Linked DNA regions of Bos taurus: region 2 is linked to region 1. A link is a contact called in public Hi-C data. All regions are on one chromosome and are shown on one strand. Each heading gives the region's core, a stretch centred on a gene start, on an enhancer-like site or on the middle of the called end of the contact. The rest is flanking DNA. Distances are from core to core; before and after follow the strand shown. Region 1 overlaps SDK2 (sidekick cell adhesion molecule 2). Region 2 overlaps CPSF4L (cleavage and polyadenylation specific factor 4 like).

Region 1 (3,247 bases), core at 326-2,825:
TCCAGCACCTCTGATGAATTGGAAACCCAGCAACAGAGGGAGCTGGCCGAGGGCGGGAGCTCCTAGGGGGGAAGAGGAGCCCAAGAGGCCGCCGCGGGTGTCGTTGTGACCCATCAGTGACTTATCCAGCCACTCCTGATGCCTTCAGAGGTTCTCGTGATTCGATTTCAGGCTTGAGAGGAGAGCCCGGGACGTGATAGGAACTGTGGCGAGAGCCGGGATGCAGAGACGGCACTCAAAGGGGCGCTGGTTCTCCAGGGGACGGCCAGCCTCCTGGTGGGCTTTGGTCAGTGGGGTCACGTGGAGGCAGTGGGCGTTTAGCCAACAGGGGCCCAAACCTTCGTTCCTCTGGCTTCTTGGATGACCCCCCCGACTCGAGCTGGTCCTCACCCGGCGATAAACCCTGTTCTCCAGGGCCTCCAGGGTGAGCCTTAACTAGGGTGCGAGTCCCGTGTCCCACTCGCCACAGGGGCCCTCCTCGCTTCTCCCTGGCAGAGCACAAGCACCCTGTCATGCGATGACCCCCAGCCGCCTCAGCCCGGGTGAACGTACCTGAAGGCCGAGCCTCGAGGACGTAGCGGGTGATGGGCCCTTTGCCTGGGTCTCCACTGGACCAGTGAATAGCAATGGCCGAGCTGTACCGCACAATGATGGGCACTCCAGGCGGGCCGGGGGCACCTGTACACACACACACACACACACACACACGGTGAGCAAGGGGATGCCCCAGAGCGGGGCCATGTGCCCCACCCATCTCCCTGAGCTCCAGCGTGAGGACCCGAGTACAAAACCCCGGCCAGGGTGTCCGGAACCCCTCCACGTGCCATGCCCCCGAGGAGCGTGTCCCGGCCAGGCCTGAAGGACCCGACTTACTCTCCGCCAGGTCACCCACAGCCCCTGCCTTCCAGGAGAGGATGTAGGGAGATGCCACAAAGGCCCCCAGCTGCACTGCCTCTAAGGGCAAGGCCAGAGAGGAGGCCGAGGCCGCAGGAGGATCCGGGGCCCCTGCCACCATGAGGAGGGAGGAAGGACCCAGCCCTGCCCCTGGGACGGGCTCTCTGGGGTGACAGGTGCCTCAGGGGCCGCTGGGGGGGCCAACCCCAGGGCCCAGAGCAGGAGGGAGGAGCTTGGTCTGTAGGCAGAGGACTGAGCGAGCCTGCTGTGTCCACAGAGCGTCCTGAGCCCCTTCCTGTCCGGGGGCCCTGCCGTGCTGGCTCCCAGGGCCCCCAGGGCCCCGGCCTGCTGATCCCCATGCGCCTGGAGCCCCACCTCCTGGGAGCCTGGACACAGCAGGTGCTTCCTCCATGCCTGCGGGACGGGACAGTACCAGGCAGCGGGGTGTGGGCGGCAGGCTGGCCCGGGGCCCCTGTGGACGCCTTGGGGGAAGGAGCCGAGAGCCCAGCTTCAGACTGAAGCGCCTCCAGGCCCTGAGGGAGGTGACCGGCCAGACGGCAGGCAGGCGAGGGGCTCACCTCCTGAGCCTGGTGGCCCACGGCCCAGCCCTGCCCATGGCCTCGGAGGGCCTCAGAGCCTGCCTGCCTGCCTTCCTTCCTTCCTTCCTCCCTTCCCGCACCAGCATCCTGCCCACAGCCCAGGGCAAAGGTGGAGGGCTGGCGGGTGTGGGATGCTGCCCAGGCGGGTGTGAGCGGTGGGGCGGGGCTCCCAGCACCCCGGGCTCTCATTCTCTCCAGGGCAGAACCTAGGGCGGAGTGGAGCTGTCTCCAGACTAGAAGCTTCCAGCCTGCCCGCGGAGCTGGCCTGGAGGGAAGAGGGTGCCGGGCTGCACGTCCACTGACCCCTCCTCCAGTGGGCGCAGTGCGAAGCTTTCTCAGAGCCCCTCCCCACTCCTCCGCACTTCCTCCCCGCTCCCCCAAACCCCGACACTTCTGGGCTCAGGTTAGAACACCGTGTTCTCCAGGCAGGCCTCTCCAGGCCCCCCGCCCCTGCTCTGTCCTCCTGGTCTCCTGCCAGCTCCCTTCCTGCTTTTGTTTCCCTGGGAAGCGGCTCAGGTGAGAGGCGCCCGCCTGCCCGGGGAGGGCCTGGGGGCAGGTGGAGGGCAGGGGGAGGGCAGCTCCCTGGCAAGCTGCCTGCTGCGGCCCTGCAGGCTGTGTTCCAACCCTGGGAGCCTTGGGAGCCAGCCTGCCCTTCTTCAGAACCAGAGGTGGGGAGAAAGCACCCAGTAAGAAAGTGTAGGGTGGCCGCCTGGAACCTGCTCCCACTGGGCAGCAGAGGCCGCCCGGCCGGGTCAGCACCTCCCAGCTCAGGGAGGTGGGCAAGGAGGATGGGGAGGAGGGGCTTCAGGGGGAGCCTGGTGGGGCTGTGTACATTCTCGGTGGGGGCAGGGGGACAGGAATGCAGAGAGTCTGCGAGGCAACATCTACATCAGGAGAGGACATCCTGCATGAAAGAGGCCCTGGGGGGTTAAGCCTCAGCCTCAAGAAGAAGAGTTCCCCCAGCCTGAGGACGACTCCAGGGAGGGTCACAAAGTCCAAACTAAGCTACTCTTTCCTTCCTGGTCCCCAGTGCTCCCCGTCACCCGGGGCCCAGTGCACAGGGCCTGGCCTGCCCCCTAACGCTGCCCCTCTGTCCCCTGTCTAGGGGGCATGCGGCCGGCAGGCCTCCCTGGACCCGGTCCCATGCCTGCAGACCCCCAGAGCCCTGGTTCTCACAGCAGGTACCAGAGAGCAATTGGGCTCTTTTGTTCAAATGCACATCCCAGGGACGCTCAGGGATGCTGCCTAACTTGGGCCCCAGGAATCAGCGTTATCACGAGAACCCCAGGGGTTCTGACATCAGTGTCTCCTTGAGACACGCTCTGATGACACAGGTGACCCCTGCATCCCGGCTGGCCCTCCCTCACAGCTGGCCACCCCCCCACCCACCGCCTCAGCTGCCATCAGAATCCTGTGGAATGCTGGTCTCTCTTCCCACGCATCCATCTAAATGCCGCACCCCATGAGGTGTTCTGGAATTGCCGCCTTTGTTTATTTCATTTTTAAATTTAAAAAATTATTGTTAATTAATTTATATGGCTTCAATGGGTCTTCGTTGCGGCAGGCAGGATTTTGATCTTAGCTGCAGCATATGGACCCTCAGGTGGGGGCCTCTGAGATCTAGTTCCCTGACAGGGATAGAACCCGCTGCACTGGGAGCGAGGGGTCTTAGCCGCTGGACCATCAGGGATGTCCCCCCTTTAAGTGCCCCCTTGTCCTCCCCCATCCTTCCCCCCAGGCCCACCCCATGGTAC
Region 2 (3,183 bases), core at 153-2,652, 80 kb before region 1:
ACGGGCACTCGTCCACTTGCAGGGCCAGGACCCCCGCTTCCTACCTCCTTTCAGCGGCCCTTTCCCGCTGCTACATCTCCCCAACAATAGTTTTTAAGTAAAACCATTCCTTCCAGTAAGACCAATAATTACACTTTGATAAGCACAGTATATCTAATAGAGACATTCATTCATTCACTCCAAGAGCCAAAAAAGAAAAAACCTGGCTTACACATCACAACCCTGGTGTCCACACACGCCCTCACGCTGGGGATTGCGCGAGGGCAGACAGGGACCTGGTCCTGTTCCCAAATCCATGCCCAGCACGGCCCCCATTCCCCGAAGGAAACCAGGCAAGGTTAATTAAAAGAATAAAGTGTCGTTTTAACTTATGACCAAGGAGGGGCCAGGCTCCGGATAAACTCGGTCCTTTCCTACAAGGGACGCACAAGCTGGCAGCCCTCATGAACTGCCACCACTGGCCGGGAGGGGCAGGAAACAGGATTGAGCCCGAGGGAAGCTCTTGCTGACCCTGAGGGGGACGCCTTCTTCCTGGATACCCAGGACTCCCCCCCACCCCATCAACACTAATGAGGGACAGCTGCCCGCAGCCCCACTGACGTCTCAAAGCCCAGCTGCCTGGCTCAGAGGTGTCCCTGGAGGCTGGCCCGCCCCCCTCCGAGTCCCTCTTCAGAATACAGTTTGAAAACCACTGGACTAGATAATCCTTAAAGCTTCTTCCAGCTCTGAAAAGCAGTGAACTGTAAAAGTTTATCGGGAAAGCTAAGACCTGAAACATACGCACAGATCCCGTTCTTAAAGGAGGCAGTGGCTTCCCCCTGCCTGGCCCCTCGATGGCAAGAGAAAGACTGGAGTCAGAGGGAGGGGACGCGAGGGTCACACAAGGTCTCTGCAGGGGGCCGAACTTATGAAGCTCATGACGGCCCCTTCACGGTGACCCTCTGCTGCTCATCAGTGATGCTGAGGCAGTCTAGTCGCTCAGTTGGGTCTGACTCTTTGCGGCCCCATGGACTGTAGACTCCTCTGTCCGTGGGATTTCCCAGGCAAGAACACTGGAGTGGGTTGCTGTTTCCTTCTCCAGGGGATCTTCCCGACCCAGGAAACAAACCTGGGTCTCCTGCACTGCAGGGGGATTCTTTACTGACGGAGCTAGGAGAGAAGCCCCCAATCAGTGATGCTAGTTTTCCGTTTAGGGAAGCGATGTAAAGCTTTCTTCTAAAGGAAGTGAAAAATAGCGAGACGGTTGAAAGAGGCGGTGATGGGGCGCGGCGATGGGGCAGGTGCGTCCAGCCCCATCGTGAAAGTGCGGGCTGTTTGGGAAACACTGGCTCCGACACTCCCTGGGGCTCCAGAGACCGCCTCCTTTCCAGACAGCCCGTCTGGCTGTGTGATTAGCCGGACGGGGCAGGGTAACAATTCGGCCTTTGATTCCCGCCCCACCCTCCCCTTCCCTGGGGCAGGGCAGGGCGGGGGTGGGGAGGACGGGCTTCGTGAGCCTGAGCCTGGCAAGGCAGTGGATCGGGGCTCAGAAGACAGGTCCGATTTTTCTAGAGGGGTTGGAGAAGTAGGGTGGCCTGGCCTGCCACCTGGGACGCTCGAGACCTCCTTTGGGGGCCCTTCCCAAACTTCCTTCCCCTGCCTCAGGGCGGGGGGCAGCGCAGGAAGGGGCATCGCCCACCAGACTTGAAGGAGAAGTGGCACTCGGGCATCCTGGCCACGTCATACTGGTGCAGGAACTTGCACTGGTCGCCCTTCTTGCACACCACTGGCTTCTCGCCCCTGGTCGTGCCGGAACGGGCACAGCTTCCCTGGGGACCCAGAGCACCTGGATGGGGGCCCCACGCACCCAGAGCCTGGGCCCAGCTCAGCCCTAGCAGGAGGTACCGCCATCCATTCCCCTCGTGGAGGCTGGAACTGGGGGCCAGAGACGTCTTAACAGACAGCCCCCAGCCCTCTCTGCCCGACGTGATGCTCGGGCCCTTCTTGAACCCCAAGAATGCCCCCCCAGGGCAGACACCTCCCAAAGCACCCATCACACCCCATCCCCTCCAGCCTGACCATGCAGGGGTGGGAGGGGGGGTGTTGGTTTCCAGCCCTGGTCCCTCCAGGCCCCCAACCCAGCAAGGTCCCAGCACAAAGGAAGAACTCGTTAAGGGCCTGCGGAACTCATGTCTTAAAAAATAATACAAATGCTATGTTTCCTGATTCCGGAGATCTAACGTGGTGACGTGAGAGCCAACCTTGTAACAATTCAGAAGGAAATGGAAAGGTTCTATTTCGCTCTTTGTCGTCTTAGTTCAGGCGGTCTTGCCGTCAGGAAGGACACCCCTCAGTTTCTAAACAGGATACCCCTCAGTTTCTAAACAGGACTGGTGTTGTGCTGATCCAACTCTATGGTAGCGTTTTCGGGAGGTGTTCCTTCTGATGGTCTTACTCTCCACCTCTGGCCATTGGCTCACCTGGCTCTGACCTTCCAGACCTAAGAACACTTTTCTTTCTTTGCAAGAGGGTATCTCTGTGAAACCCTGCTCTAGAGACTGGATGGACCAAGCTGAGGATTCAAAGCCTGGAGTGACCAACCAGTTCATTGCTCCTCCTCACCCCACTGTCCAGGGCTGCCCCAAACATGAACTAGTCACGTGGCCACACGGGCTCCCGGTCCCCTGCCTGGGCCCCTCCTGGCCTCCCAGCTTCCCCGGAACAGAATCACTTGGATCCTAAAAGCAGGTCCTAAACTCATTCCAGGTTTCTCAACCTAACTCTAGAGGGGAACTGGAGACCCCCAAATTGGAGGCAAGACTTCTGGGGGCAACTGGATTTCTACAGGAAGAGCCCATGAGTGGTTCAGAAGCCAGAAGACGGGAACCCCTGATTTATGTCAGCCCCCGTTCACAGAATGTCTGCAATGGGGGAGAGAGGTTTGGAAGAGCGCACAGTTGGGCCCCTTTGGGGAGGGGGAGACATAAGTTTCTGAGACTGCAGCCTGAACTTTCTTAGGACACAGGAATGGAGGGGGCCACTAAACAGGTCCCAGATTAACTCAGAGGGGCAGGAAGGAAGTCCCTCTCCTGGCCAGGGGAAAATTAAGAACTCAGGGGCCTCCTGGGAGCACACACTTGACACCCACAAACACTCCCACCTACAGCTGGGCAGAAAGAAGGGACTGTCTCCTTGCAGGCAGCC

What was found. A called contact is a pair of places that touch in the nucleus more often than the background predicts.
Region 2: a Hi-C map of liver shows a contact between it and region 1, with 5 times the contacts expected there. The contact joins two enhancer-like sites. A contact is called at or near these places in 5 of 11 Hi-C or Micro-C datasets (8-cell embryo, blastocyst, liver and 2 more).

Annotation. Positions count from the first base shown.
Region 1 is chr19:57,992,394-57,995,640 of ARS-UCD2.0, reverse strand. It overlaps SDK2 (sidekick cell adhesion molecule 2), which reads right to left. Exons shown (of 44, transcript XM_024981092.2): 39 at 553-678. Among named protein-coding and RNA genes, the nearest start is that of CDC42EP4, 61 kb to the left of the region's middle. Within about 2 kb of position 1,575, at least 35 of the 102 cell types and tissues checked have an H3K27ac peak or open chromatin away from gene starts, as enhancers often do. A contact at or near this core is called in liver and skeletal muscle, where this site is marked.
Region 2 is chr19:58,072,355-58,075,537 of ARS-UCD2.0, reverse strand. CPSF4L (cleavage and polyadenylation specific factor 4 like) reads right to left here. Exons shown (of 11, transcript XM_024981165.2): 6 at 1,783-1,808; 7 at 1,679-1,781. Among named protein-coding and RNA genes, the nearest start is that of CPSF4L, 7.6 kb to the right of the region's middle. Within about 2 kb of position 1,402, at least 21 of the 102 cell types and tissues checked have an H3K27ac peak or open chromatin away from gene starts, as enhancers often do. A contact at or near this core is called in liver and skeletal muscle, where this site is marked.